3 separate regions of the Mus musculus genome follow, and all the other regions are linked to region 1. A link is a contact called in public HiChIP or PLAC-seq data. All regions are on one chromosome and are shown on one strand. Each heading gives the region's core, a stretch centred on a gene start, on an enhancer-like site or on the middle of the called end of the contact. The rest is flanking DNA. Distances are from core to core; before and after follow the strand shown. Region 1 has its middle 31 kb from the start of Gm31668. Region 2 overlaps Cdc42bpa (CDC42 binding protein kinase alpha). Region 3 overlaps Cdc42bpa (CDC42 binding protein kinase alpha).

Region 1 (2,604 bases), core at 60-2,559:
TGCAGAGTCTTTGGATTAAAGGATGGATGCGCTGTTGCCATAATTCTGGTCCCAAATGTTCCCCCAAGGTCTGTGTGTTAGAAACTTGGTCACCAGCCTGTGATGTTGCTGGGGTGGTGCCCGATAGAAGGAAGTTAGGTGTCCGAGGGTGCTCTGAGGCCCCTTCCTTTCTCTCTGCTTCCCAGCTGCCACGAGGTGAATGCGCCTCTTCTGCTCTGTGTGATCACCGTCATGACCTGTGCCACCACAGGCTCAGAGCAGAGGGCGGACAACCGTGGACTGAAACTTCTGAAATCAGGAGCCAAAATAATGGATTTCCTTTTCAAAGTGGATTCTGTCAGGTACCTTGTTACAGCCATGTAGCGCCGACTCTCACACACAGCTATGCACCTCAGATCTTCGGCTCACGTTTGCTGAACTGAGCAGATAGATGCACAGATTCCCCAGGCTCAATTCCGAACACTGAGTGAACCAGGCGAGGTGTGCATACCTATAATCCCAGTACTCAGGAGGTGGAGGCAGGCAAGATGACGTTTAGAGTGAGTTTGAGGTTAGCCTGGGCCAAATGAGATCTGAAAACAAAACAAAACAAAACAAACAAACAAACAAAAGCAGGAGGAGGAGGAAAAGGACAGACCTGTCAGATTGGCAAGAAAGACAGATCCTCCAAGGGTTGTCATGTAGTAGATTCAGCTCTGCACACTAAATTACAAAAAACAGCCCTGGGGCTAGGGCAGGCCCTGGATTCTGAAGTTTGCTCCTTTGGCTATGGCATGCGTGCTGTACTTCTTTACCTGCTAGCTAGCCTACCCTCCTTCTTTGCCCCTTACCTTACTTGATAAATCTCAGCCTTTTGCTTACACACTTGTGAGCCTATCCCATAGCCTGTTGGAGCCCGTCTTCCTCTCTGGGCAGGCTCAGACTTTAACCGCGTTCCCAGGTCTACCCCCACCTCCAGAATCACCTGGGCTCAGCCTGTCTCATTCTTTGACCCTCAGGTCTGAGGTAGTCTAGAAAGAATGTCCCTGTTGGTCGGCAGCTTGGCTGGGAAAGGACAGCGCTGTCGCAGGAAGCCTGTGTAAAGCGGCCGCAACCAAAAATAAAGGAGGGCCCGCCACAAAAATTACTGACTCAGTCGAGGCCTCTGTCCCGGGAAACATTCCCCGGATAAGTCACACCCTCAGGCGGCCGAGGCTGCTCAGAAAGACCTTTTTAGAGAAACTGGAATGGGGGGTTGGGGGGAGGAATTTTCCAAGAAGTCCTGGGCGGGAAGCTAGGCTGGGCGATGGGGAAGTGAACGGCTAGTTTCCATTTGCTGCCACCTCCCGGGAGATCTGAGAACTGCAGGTCTGCCTGGGGAGCAGGGTCACCGGGACGAGCAGCCCTGAAGTTAGGTCCCACTTTGTGAGGCTGCAGTTGGAGGGAAGGTGACAATCACAGACCATTTTGATGCAAAGGAAGAAAGGAAAAGTGCAGGCTATGAGCCTTCCGTTTCCGGTAGGTTTTCATGTCCTCAATTTCTAAGCCAAAACACCTCCTGCCATTCCTCCCACTTTTCCCTTTTCCACTTCTCTCTCGACTGATGGGAACTCCCTTCCTCCTCCTTCCTAAACAGCTTTCTCCCATCAATCCATCCTGCTCAGGGCAGCCAGTTTAAAACCACTTAGTCGTTCATGGATGCCCAAGGTCCCATTGAACACCCAACTCCTCAGACCCACCCACAAACTCTTCCTCACCTTCAGGAAGTCACTCTTTCCAGTTCCGTCCACCGAGTGAATTTCTCCCCGTTCCTCTCTATCCGTTTCAACCCATTCACCCTTCAAATAGCAGCGCTCCCATCAATCACTGCTCAGGGAAAGTCCCTGACCTGCAAAACTCAGCTCCTTCTGCCATCCACTAACACTTCTCACACTATCTTCAAGGCCAGTACCACAGTCTAATGACTGTATCTACTCATTTAATTCGTATCTCATTTCCCCTAAACTGCAAATCCACTATCACTGACATATTAAATCTGACATAGTAGTAAATTCTGAATAATATTTGGAATGAAAGTCAGGCATAGTGGCTCATACCTATAAATCCAGCACTTGGAAGGCAGGAATTTAACATGATCACATACACACAGATCTATATAGCGTGTATACATTTTCATATATACACATGTATACATACACACATCCAATGTATATATATGTATATATCGTATATCTATACATATATATGTGTGTGTATTTATATATACACACATACATATAAACACATATACACATACATGCATACACGCACACACATACACACCCTGAGGCATTTTCTTTCTATCTTTCTTTTCTTTCTTTCTTTCTTTCTTTCTTTCTTTCTTTCTTTCTTCCTTCCTTCCTTTCTTTCTTTCTTTCTTTCTTTCTTTCAAGTAGGGTCTCTCTATGCTATCTTGGCTGTTCTAGAACTCACTATGTGGACCAGGCTGGCCTCGAACTTACAGAGATCTGCCTGCCTCTGCCTCCTGAATCCTGGGATTAAAGGCATCACCACTACTCCAGGCTATGTGGATTTTTCATATGCAAAACAGAAGAATGGTGAAGCCTGGCCTGCTCGGTGCATTAA
Region 2 (2,604 bases), core at 66-2,565, 180 kb before region 1:
GAAGGACCATCCAGAGACTGCCCCACCCTGGGATCCATCCCATAAACAACCACTAAGATCATTTCAACCTCCCTCTACAGACTGGAGATCTCAGGGCAGCCACCGCAAGATCTGTGATTAAGAGCGCTTCATACTTCCTCTACCTTTATATCTTTTTACATGTTGATTGCCTGTGTGAGGAAGTGTGCACACATGTGTGCATGCACATGTATGCTAAGATGCCACAGTGCACACCTGTGGAGGACAGAGGACAACTTTCTGTTGTCTGCTCTCTTTCCACTGTAGGTTCTTCAGATCAAACTTATCTCACAGCCTCCTTACACTGACTGCATTCTGGTGACATGGGTTGGGCTGATACTCTTTCTTCTTTCATTTTGAAATTTCTTTTTCACAAACACACAAAGTTAATTTTGATAAAAATCTTAAATGCACTAATAATTTGAGTCCACCTTGCTACATATTCAGACTATACATAAGCTCACAAAAGTACTCAAAAATTCATGTACAAAGATTTTTACTACCAACATATTAACTTATCTATATGAAAAACAACCTAAGTGCCATCAATTGTTGCAAAACAGAAAAGACTTACCTCAGCTCTTTTCAGCATTTCCCACTTGTTCAGAATTTTCATGGCGAATACTTTATCTGCATTTTTTAGTTTAACTACAGCAACCTAGAAAAGATAATGGAAATACAACTTTTAAAATATGGCAAAAAGCTTACGTTTTCCATTTTCCATTTTCCTCTCTGTAAGAAAAAAATAAATACCAATTATCAATTATTTTAATGCTGCTCAATTCTAAGATCCTAAATTAAATAATGTCAAATTTAAAAGTTACATTAGTGAATTATGCCAAGCAAATGATTTTATTTGTCAACAGTGTCTACTGTTTATTATACATTATATCTTCCTTCCCAAGTTTTCTACACAGGAATTTAAACTCAGCATCTATTACTGAGAAACTAACCAAGATACACAATATGCAAGCAGCTGGTCTTATGAGATAGTGATGCCAGATCCACAGGGGTCACAGAGAATGCAGCTACCAGAGGTTCTGGGGGATCAAGCAATACAAAATGAACTGAAAACGAGAAAGCTCTTTAGTCCAGCTCTTGCCGACTACACATATATTCCAGTTCGTTCATAACTCCCTCCTCCAATTCCCAAAGAGCAACTAAGACCAACAGTTCTATAAACTGCGGACTGAACGTGTCCTTTCCAACAATAAAAAGGTAGCACAGCCTAGTTTTATCCGGTTACAGACAAAGAAACTGCCAAGTAAAAATAAGACCATTTTCACTGTTAACAAACTGATTACACGTCTGTTTCCAACACTGTTTCCGTTTAACTAGATAATCTCCTAAGGCCCTTCCAGCTTGTCAGGTTTGTTATAGGGCTGAAACTAAACTACAGAAAGGAAAGCAAATATTCATGGACAGCATTTCCAGTAACTGAGAGGCACCACTGGAGAAAGCAAATACTATCTGCCATAGTTTAGATACTGGGTGCCCCTTAAATGTCCATACAGTGGTAAAGGTTTAGAACCCAATATAGCGCTTTATTATATATAGCTTAATAATAGTTAGGTACCTTTAAGTTGTTAGGGTTATGGACTAGAAACTGACTTAATTATTTCCTCCCTCTCTTTCTTCCTATCAGGCTCCACTCAAGAGATGGACAGTTTTATTTTGCCATACTCTCCCAGAACAATATGCTGCCTCACCATAGGCCCAAAAGCAGACAGCTAATTGATTACACACTGAACTCTCCAAAACCATAAGTATAAATATATCTTTTATCCACCAAGAATCAATTGTTGTCTCCAAGGCTTACTGCTGAACAAGCTCACTCTTTCTAGTTCTTTCTGAACTCTGGCTGGCTGTTTGAGCTCAGTTGTTCAGGCTCAAACTCCTCTCCAAAATGACTGATTCAATCTGGCTTCTCACTAAATGCTTTGCCTCTGGCTGCATGAACCAACTCTTTCTCTGGTTCGTCACTTTTTCTGCCCTTCAGTTAGGCTTCACTTTCAACTATGGCTGCTTAGAAGGAAGCAAACTAACTTTGAGATTAAAAGGTGTGTCTGAATCCCAGCCAGATCGCATGGTGATCCAGGGTGTGTCTGCATCCCAGCCAGATCGCATGGTGATCCAGGGTGTGTCTGAATCCCAGACAGATCGCATGGTGATCCAGGGTGTGTCTGCATCCCAGCCAGATCACATGGTGATCCAGGGTGTGTCTGCATCCCAGCCAGATCACATGGTGATCCAGGGTGTGTCTGCATCCCAGCCAGATCGCATGGTGATCCAGGGTGTGTCTGCATCCCAGCCAGATCGCATGGTGATCCAGGGTGTGTCTGCATCCCAGAAAACTGGATCCTATCATTGGATGTGATGCCTTATTAGAGCATTCATGTTGCTGGATTAAAATTTCTCTACACATAAGTCAAAATAAAATTTTTATAAGTCAATTATTTGAGATATTTTGTTATAGTAATGGAAAGCTAACATCACAACATCCTACTGTGCAGGCAAGAAAAACAATGTACAGATCTTTTGAACAGTTCAAAGGAGTATTTCTAAGGCTAGAAAATTAGATTTAAA
Region 3 (2,604 bases), core at 50-2,549, 140 kb before region 1:
ATGGCTCATAACTGTCTGTAGTTCCAGCTCCAGGGGATTCCACACCTTCTGGCCTCTGAAGACACCAGGCACACATGTGGGACACAGATATACATGCAAGCAAAACATTACGATAAACTTTTAAAATTTGTTTTTTAATTTAAAGCATATTGGTCCTGGCACAACCCTTAAAATCAAAGAAATGAGTTAATGCTGGTGGGCTAAGGAGAGAGATGGAATCAGTGTCCCCCAGAAAGACAGGCCTAAGACACTTTCTTCATTTAATGGAATAACGTAAATTCTGATCCTCAACACCTAGAACAGGGCCAGCAGTGCCATAAAAGATGAACAAATCTGGTTTTGCAGGCATGGTGATACACCTTCATAATTCTGTCCTTCAGAAGACTGAGATAGGGAAATCAGGAGTTCAAGGCCAGCCCAGTATCTATAACAACACCCTATATCAAAAATAAAGCAAATCTGATAATCCAATAAAAGATCCTTAGAGTTCTAAGACTTATAAGCACCCTATGGCTAAGGAAATGCCTAAGCAAAGACTAGAACTCAATGACAAGTGCCCACTTAGGATGTGTAGGCCCTGGATTCCACTCTCAGTACCACCAAAAATAAGTAGTGGAAAGGAAGAAAAATTGAAGTGGAAACTTACAGGTTCTTTGGAAAGTCGGTTGAACGGTGTTTTGCTGGGGCAAACATGTGAAGGGAAGTTTAGTTAAAGTAGACACAGGTGTGAAAGGCTAAGGCACACTCCTGAAGGAACATTTCGCTGAAGCAGACACAGGAGAAAGGGTGTTCTGCTAAAGCAAACACGTGAAAGGACACGTGATGAAGTAATCTTCACTAGCGACACACCTTACATTGCTTAGTTGAGCTCTATTTGTTGGGACTCCATAAAGAGAAACACACCAAAAAACTTGTGGTGTGTTGTGGTTTCTTACCACTTCCATGGACTCGGGCTGATTGGCAAAGTGATGTCAGCTGAGATAGACGCACATAGTGAGGCAAGACCCGTGAAGGATACATTATGTTTGAGGGAAATTTAAAAACAACTCAAAGAACAGTGATGGGAGCTTGATTGGCTGGGCTGGGCTTGGCTAGCTGTGTAATGATTGTTGGTCCCCCATCTTCCATGATCTTTTCACTGAGACACAGCCAAGAACTTCTCCTGGCATTCCTGTTGGGCCTGGTCTCTCCTGCTGATTCATGTTTGCTATCCCACTTGTAACAGGAAGGGCAGGGCCACCTCTATATAAACACCTAAAGAGGGAGGAGTGCACACAGCCACAAAAGCATCTCCTGCTGAGGACCTAATTGAGGACTGCCTGAGAGACCAAGGATTACTGGTGCAGACAATACCAGCCAACCGAAGAACTGCTCTTTAGAAGAGATGCTTTCTTGGGACCAATGGGGCTCAGGTGGAGGGTATTAAGGGAGCTTGCAGTAATGCTCAGATGAGCTTGCTGTGGCTTTTCTCACCTGCTCCTGGAGTCTGTGTCCTCGACTCTGCGCCACCACCTCCAACCGCCAAGGGCAGGTAGGGTCGGGCTACAAGTAGTCCAAAGCACAGGCAGCATCAACTCTACCAAACTGGACTGCTGGTATATCCATGAAATGTTTACAAGTGGTTTGAGCTGTCACTGCTGACCTGTGAACTGAACCGCTGATGTCCTGACAACTCAGGATTTGCTCCAAAGAACCAAGCCTAAACAAGTCCACTTCCCCTGTCCTTTCTTTCCCACTGCCTCTGGTAGGTGGTGGGTTAGAAGGGAGGTCAAAGCATTTAAAAACTGTCATTAAAAATAAACTTTGAAGCAGAGCAGTGGTGGTGAACACCTTTAATCCCAGCACTTGGGAGGCAGAGGCAGGTGGATTTCTGAGTTCGAGGCCAGCCTGGTCTACAGAGTGGGTTCCAGGACAGCCAGGGCTATACAGAGAAACCCTGTCTCAAAAAACCAAAAAATTAATAATAATAATAATAATTATTATTATTATATATGTGTGTGTGTGTATATATATATATATATATATGTATATATATATATATATACACACACACATACATACATACTTTGAAAAATTGAAGTTACAAAAAACTAATTCTTATAAATTCAGGGGATCTTGTTTACCACTAGTTTGCTTGCTACTTTAAGGCCTGATTCTCTGCAAGTCATATGCCATCCATGGCAGTCACTTTCCTCTTGTCTAACACTCAGTCCGGAGTAAGTATAAAACTCATTTTCTATCATTTGAAACAATGACATAAAAGTGCTTGAGAGTGCCTGGGAAGGGGGTGTCTTACCTGAAGAGAAAAAAAACAAGGACTAATCCCTTTCCCTTTCCCAAAGTCCCTCTCTTTCTACTTAAGATGCTGCTATAATGATGCACTGTTTTATGCCAAATAGCTAGCTGTCTTGTGCCAAATAGCAGGACAATCAAGAGATTTCAGAGACCTTCTAAATCCACCACTGGCATTGCTGAGCCAGAAACTGACATGGGATTGCCCTAAGGACTTCGTGGTTAGTAAGGAATGTCCAGTGTTTGAAGCCACTGTCAATTGGACTCTTTGGACTTACAAACAAACACATCCAACTACAAATACTAAAAACA

The links. HiChIP or PLAC-seq counts read pairs in DNA pulled down with a chosen protein or histone mark.
Region 2: a contact with region 1 is called in an H3K27ac HiChIP or PLAC-seq map of trophoblast stem cells, with 2.4 times the contacts expected there. The contact joins two enhancer-like sites. A contact is called at or near these places in 7 of 484 Hi-C or Micro-C datasets (the HL-1 cell line, MC3T3-E1-derived osteoblasts, cerebellum and 4 more), 5 of 115 datasets of contacts at active chromatin or transcription factors (embryonic stem cells and trophoblast stem cells) and 1 of 9 other capture datasets (embryonic stem cells).
Region 3: a contact with region 1 is called in a FOXA1 HiChIP or PLAC-seq map of pancreatic cancer cells. The contact joins two enhancer-like sites. A contact is called at or near these places in 1 of 484 Hi-C or Micro-C datasets (embryonic fibroblasts), 1 of 115 datasets of contacts at active chromatin or transcription factors (pancreatic cancer cells) and 2 of 9 other capture datasets (adipose tissue and pancreatic islet).

The regions. Positions count from the first base shown.
Region 1 is chr1:179,846,611-179,849,214 of GRCm38.p6, reverse strand. No RefSeq gene overlaps it. Among named protein-coding and RNA genes, the nearest start is that of Gm31668, 31 kb to the left of the region's middle. Within about 2 kb of position 1,309, at least 166 of the 459 cell types and tissues checked have an H3K27ac peak or open chromatin away from gene starts, as enhancers often do. A contact at or near this core is called in pancreatic cancer cells and trophoblast stem cells, where this site is marked.
Region 2 is chr1:180,029,577-180,032,180 of GRCm38.p6, reverse strand. It overlaps Cdc42bpa (CDC42 binding protein kinase alpha), which reads right to left. Exons shown (of 37, transcript NM_001359541.1): 3 at 593-676. Among named protein-coding and RNA genes, the nearest start is that of Cdc42bpa, 70 kb to the right of the region's middle. Within about 2 kb of position 1,315, at least 16 of the 459 cell types and tissues checked have an H3K27ac peak or open chromatin away from gene starts, as enhancers often do. A contact at or near this core is called in trophoblast stem cells, where this site is marked.
Region 3 is chr1:179,983,051-179,985,654 of GRCm38.p6, reverse strand. The region is part of intron 1 of Cdc42bpa (CDC42 binding protein kinase alpha); the gene reads right to left. Among named protein-coding and RNA genes, the nearest start is that of Cdc42bpa, 24 kb to the right of the region's middle. Within about 2 kb of position 1,299, at least 10 of the 459 cell types and tissues checked have an H3K27ac peak or open chromatin away from gene starts, as enhancers often do. A contact at or near this core is called in pancreatic cancer cells, where this site is marked.